Linked DNA regions of Anas platyrhynchos: region 2 is linked to region 1. A link is a contact called in public Hi-C data. All regions are on one chromosome and are shown on one strand. The core of a region is the stretch at or near the end of the contact, and the rest is flanking DNA. Distances in the headings are between cores, read along the strand shown.

Region 1 (2,751 bases), core at 167-2,666:
CTCATGTCTTTCTACCGCTGTTGCAGTGGGTAAGGAGTATCTTTAGTGATTTATTGATTGTACTGCTGTAGAATACAAGGTTTTCAGCCTTTTATTTCCAGCAGTGATACTGGACAACTCATCGACCGTTAGTAACTCCCGTTTCATGTATTTGCAAACATTAACTGAGAGGAAAAAAATATAATTATCTGACCTACACTAGGAGGTGATACTAGTTATACAAAAAGTTTCTTTTGAGCATGTACTGCCACTTCCCCTGGACTATGGATCAGATGGATGTTTCTGGTACAAAATGGTTAGATGCTGCCCCCTTGTGAGACAAGCCCTTACTCCAAAGCCAGCTGAACACAACTGCCTAAAACTGTTTTCTGTCACCAGCTCCTTCTCCCTAAGAGGAAGGAGCTGATTTCTTTGTCCTAAATTGATTTGACCATGGTGATATTTATTATATGCGACCCACTTTGTACAGCAGCAGGTAGAGCTACTAATATGCTGCAATACAGACCAACAGCCAACACTTCTGACAGAGAACAACCTTGTTCCCTGTGGTATGGTTTTGCTCAACACCTACTATGAAACCTTTTACCTTGGGCTGTCAAAATACATTACAAGCATTAATAACTCCCATCTGAAGCAGGTCAGCAGCTTCACCCCTGTTTAACCAACAGAAGATGTGGGGCACCAAAAGGGTCATCCAAAGCCTGCGAAGTCTGGTGGTGCTCTGACAGGCTGTGCTGTGTGGACATTTGCCCTGTCGCTGTTAAACCTTGCACTAAAGCTGTTGGTGCTGGTCTCCCTCACTGACATGTGGTGTGGGCCCAGCCCCACCATTTTGGCTGAGGTCAGCCAGGAGTCCCTCGCTCCTGCTCACAACGCTGGAAGCGCTTCAGTCACGGGAACCTGAGCCAACACGACAACTTGACTGTAATGCCTCGTGGGAGGGAAGGACTTTATTCACACTGCTTTCTCAGGGGGCTTTAACTTTGTGTACAGCACCTGAGGCACCTGTGGAAGCGGTTCTGACAACCCGCACCCCTCATGCACAAGGGACGCACAGCTTCAGAGGAGAAAACAGGACTTTGGGTATTGGTAACGGCTCTGGGCAGCTGTGCTCCTTTTCCTTCCTAAAAACCTTCCCTGACCCTCCTCTGCAGCTTTATGTTAACGGCAAGCCAGGCAAGAAAAGCACTGTGTGTTTTTTCCCCCCTTTCCAAAAAAGTTCGATTTTAACTCTAACTGGAGCCGGTGTCCACCTGCTAAAAAAAAAAAAAAAAAAAAAAAACTGCAGCTCTCGCAGCGGCTGAAGAAGCCGGAGCTCGGGGGCGAGCAGAGCGGGCGCCCCACGGGTAGGGGAGCAGCAGGCTCCCCTCAGGGCTGCTCGCCAGGGCACCGCCATCAGCGCCCTCCGCTCAGGCGCTGCTCGGCCGCCTCCGCGGGGTCCTGGCGCGGCGCGGCGGGGCGGCCCGTTGCCGCCCAGCGTTGCCGTACAGCATGGCGGCGCTGTGGTGGAGGCGGCGGCGTCTCCCGGGCGCGGCGGGGCTGTGCCGTACGGCGCGAGCCCTCTCAGGTACGGGGCGGCCGCGCGGAGGCCGCGCCTCTGCCTCGGTTCTCGCGGCGGGCAGCGGGCGGCCCGCTCCGCTCCGCTCCCCCCGCCACCCGGTGTGAGGCACGAGAGGCCCGCGAGCGCCTTACCTGAGGGGCTGCTGCCGACAGCCGGGGCCGCCGCCGCCGCCCCCCTGAGGCGCCGCTCTGCCCCCTCAGCGGCCCGGCCGGGGCGGCTGTCGGGCTGCTGCCATCCTCAGGGGCTGCCGGAGCCGCCCCCCGGCGCTCCCGGCTGCCGTCCTCCTGAGGGAGGTCCTTCTGGGAGCCCTGCGGCCGCAGGTGGCTGTGAAGCAGGCGAGGCCGCCTGCCCCCTGCGCTGCGGTTTGTTGGGGAGGTCCCGAGGCGGTACAGGAGACCACCAGGGCTTCGCTTTAGGCTGACCCCGCCGTGACGGGGGGCTGCCAGCCGTCCCCGGGGGGCTGCACCGCTCAGAGCGGTCTCCACCCTGCGCCCAACACACAGCGGCTTAGGGGCTTCGAGGCTGCTGTGGGCTTGGCTGCCCTCCCCGAGCCGCTGGCAGCTCTTTGGAAGCCCTCCTGCCCTCGCTCAGAAAGTTCTGTCTCACCTTGGCATTTCTTCCACCGCCTCCAAGCCTCTCCGTTAGAATGGGCAGAGCTGTGGGGAGGCCGAGGTGGCAGAAGGGGCCAGCTGCCCTCAGCCTCACCACGCCTCTGCGAGTCCTGAGTTGCAGCTGAAGCTTTCGAGAGCGATAAGGTGACTGCTGAGAAATGTAGGGGTAGAAACTGCTGCGGTAACGCAGGAAGGGAAGGCCCGTACCAGACTCCAGCTGCAGCTGTCAAAGTATGCAGGAAGAGCTTCACAGGACATTGTGTAAAATGTAATTATTTTCCATTGTTGGATTGCTTTATTTCCTGCGTTTCATTTATAAAACCAGCCTCATCAGTTTTCATCATTTTTGGAAAGTGCTTTGGGACGCTGAGGAAACAGTGCTCTAGTAAAGGAAACACAAATCAACAATAATCAGTTGTGAAAAAAAAAAAAGCATACCATTTTCTATTTGCCTTTTAACATACCTTGCCTTTCTTGTCTGTTACTATTCCTACATTTCTCACATCTTCACAGGAAAGCCTGAGTATGATCTTCTGGTAATCGGTGGAGGATCTGGAGGCCTGGCTTGTGCAAAAGAAG
Region 2 (2,751 bases), core at 140-2,639, 310 kb before region 1:
ACATCACCTTCAGCACAGTACAAGGAATGGTGCATACTAGATTTAGTAGCCGTTCAGACCCTTCTTTCTATTTCCCATGTCTATTTTGTTCTAAATACAGCAACCCAGGTAACGTTGTCCCTTGTAGACCTGCTTAGAGCATGTCAGTATAGCTCCTGTTTGTCAAACTAGAAGAGTCCGATCTCAAGTAGGTGGTGATTCTGTGTCCATTTTAAGTACTTTTAGTGAAGATAGTGGTACTAGGTGTCAGCACACAATCTCTAGAAAGCATTAAAAATAATTAAAAAAAAAAAGATGCTTAGCGAAAAGTTCGTACAAATGTCCTAAGTCTGAAGAGCTAAAAGAGAAATAGTTCTGACATTTGTCTCAAAACTTTGTGCCATCTTGTAAGTGCTGGAATATATGTGTGGAACCCATAAAGCATACCTTAAATGGTTAAATATCTTTTAATTTGGAGCTCTCAAAAATTATTTGCTTAGGTGGGGACATCAATGGCTCGGACAGAGCATTCTGCATGTGTAGGTGGTAATGTAAGATCTTTATGGGTAAAATCTGTAAATTTTGTGGCTTAGTAGCTAAATTGGTAGCTCACATTGCTGATCTTGCTACAGAATCTATGATGTACCTGATTTAACTCACACCAACCCAGTAAAATATATTTCAATATAAAAGAATGTGAACAAAATACATCTGGAAACAAAGCATGCAGGGCTATGGATAACTTGGCAAGTACTTCAGAAAATAATGCAGCTCTTACCACATATAAAAGCTTCAGCAGGACCGCTCAGGGTAACGCTGTGGTAAATGGGACTAATGCAACCCTTTTAAATCTCAAATAGGGGGTATCTCGGGGAGGCAGGGGAGCGATGCACTTTGCCCACAGCCCTGATGAGGGCAGTCCTGCAAGGCAGCCCCATCTCTGGCATCCAGTTCGGACAGAGGGCAAAGACGCTAGAAATAATGAAACGAGGAACATAAAGAAAGGACGGGGGAGGTGGCAGGGCGTGACCCGGGCCCTTCAGGGGCACATCCCCGCGGTTTATCCCACGGGAGCCCGGGGGCAGTCACCGCGCAGCAGCCGCGGGGCACCGCAGGCGGCCAGCGGGTTCCCTGCCACACGCCCGGCCCCGCTCGGACGGACAGCCCCACCAGCCAATGGGCTTCGGAGCGTCCAGCCAGAGGGGCGGGACTGGGCGGGAACGCACCAATGAGGTTGCGGTTGCTGGGCGCGATCGCGAAGGCGCCGTCCAATCAGAAAATTGGCGGCGCGGGAGGAACCCGCTGCTCCGTGAGGCGGTCGCGGGCGGGCACCGCTGAGGGGAGCGAGCGGCCGCGCTGCTGCCCTCCGCTGGCCGCCGTGTGGTGGCGGCGGGGGGGGGGCGCACGGATCCTTCCCTTCCCCCAAGTGTGAATGTTGAAGAACGACCGTGCCCGGCTTTAAAAAAAAAAAAAAAAAAAAAAAAGAGTTGAGGAGACGGCACCGGTGCGGCCTGAGGGGAGGGCGCGGCCCGCTCCCGCCCGGCCTCCCCTGAGGCTGAGCCCGCGGCCTCGCCCCGGGGATCCCCCTGAGGCGGCGGGGGGGCGGCAGCGGGGGCCCCGTGCGAGGGGAGATCCCCCCCCCGGCTGCTGCAACAACGGTGCCAAGAGCAGTCAGAGCATAAGGCAACGCGGGGAGAGGGTCACCGAGTCCTCCCCCCCGATACAGACGGTCCCGGGCACCCTTTGTAACCGGGAACGTGGCGGCGGGGGGGGAAAGCCGCCCGGCGGTGAGGAGGCGGCGGGGGCTGGCGCAGCCCCGCAGCTCCCCGCGGAGGATGCGCGGGGCCGGGAGCCCGCGGGGCTGGGGGGGGCGGGAGCGGCGAGCGGCGGGCGGGGAGCTCCGGGAGACGGCAGCCGGCAGAGGAGGAGGGCGAGGGGCTCGTTGTTGATGTGCTGCCCAGCGGCTGCCGAGTGTTTTATTGAAGAGTTCTTTTTTTTTTTTTTTTTTTTTTTTTTTTTGGTACACCCGCCTCCCTGTGATACCGCGAAGCCGGCAGAGGCAAGGAAAATAGGCTGAAGACAGAGGAATAGGAGAAGACGGAGGAGATGGTGAGCAGAGCGGTGGGATTGGGGAAATGGGTGAGGTTGCCAGGCTATTTGCTGTGAGAGGTTCTCGGAGGGTGTAGTACGTTTGGGATGATTGTACATCACGGTTGCAGACCGGTCTTCTTTGTTTGCTAAAGATTGCTCTTCAGGGTTTAACAGCCTTCATCAGTTCATGGTGAGATACGCAAGGAGGAGTTGATGTATGCGAAAAGCTAAAAAATTACATATGCTAACCACACACAGAAGCAACTCCTAAACAAACCAACATTGTGTTAATCCTGCAATATGATGGCCAGTTCTTGTCATGGAGGGAAGTCATTGCTCAGGTTATTTGTGGCATGCATAGGGGATGAGTCTCTTTATAGCAAAGACCAAACAGAACTAACCTATTTCTTCACAAATATGAAATCCGTTACAAAGTTAAGAGCCAAAGTTAGATTTTTTTTCTTCTTTTCATTTTCTCTGCAGTACTGCTGGGAATGATTAAAATCTAATGGTTTCAAAACTTGAACAACTCTCTCAAATGTTCGGTTCGAGCATACATGTAGCAAAGACTATCTCTCTTTTTTTTTTTTTTTTAATGCAGGCACTTGTTTGTGTATATGGAAGGAGGAATTCTTACAACGTATACTTAGCTTTTTACTGTCTACTGTTGTGCTTTAGGCA

What was found. A called contact is a pair of places that touch in the nucleus more often than the background predicts.
Region 2: a Hi-C map of subcutaneous adipose tissue shows a contact between it and region 1, with 4 times the contacts expected there. The contact joins the promoter of ARVCF here to the promoter of TXNRD2 in region 1. A contact is called at or near these places in 2 of 8 Hi-C or Micro-C datasets (skeletal muscle and subcutaneous adipose tissue).

Annotation. Positions count from the first base shown.
Region 1 is chr16:10,730,593-10,733,343 of IASCAAS_PekinDuck_T2T, reverse strand. It overlaps TXNRD2 (thioredoxin reductase 2), which reads left to right and starts at 1,416. Exons shown (of 17, transcript XM_072024640.1): 1 at 1,416-1,567; 2 at 2,686-2,751. The coding sequence starts at 1,492. It overlaps COMT (catechol-O-methyltransferase), which reads right to left and starts at 2,302. Exons shown (of 5, transcript XM_005024379.6): 1 at 2,168-2,302.
Region 2 is chr16:11,038,466-11,041,216 of IASCAAS_PekinDuck_T2T, reverse strand. It overlaps ARVCF (ARVCF delta catenin family member), which reads left to right and starts at 1,389. Exons shown (of 18, transcript XM_072024632.1): 1 at 1,389-1,407; 2 at 2,030-2,088. It overlaps TANGO2 (transport and golgi organization 2 homolog), which reads right to left and starts at 1,050. Exons shown (of 9, transcript XM_038187385.2): 1 at 758-1,050.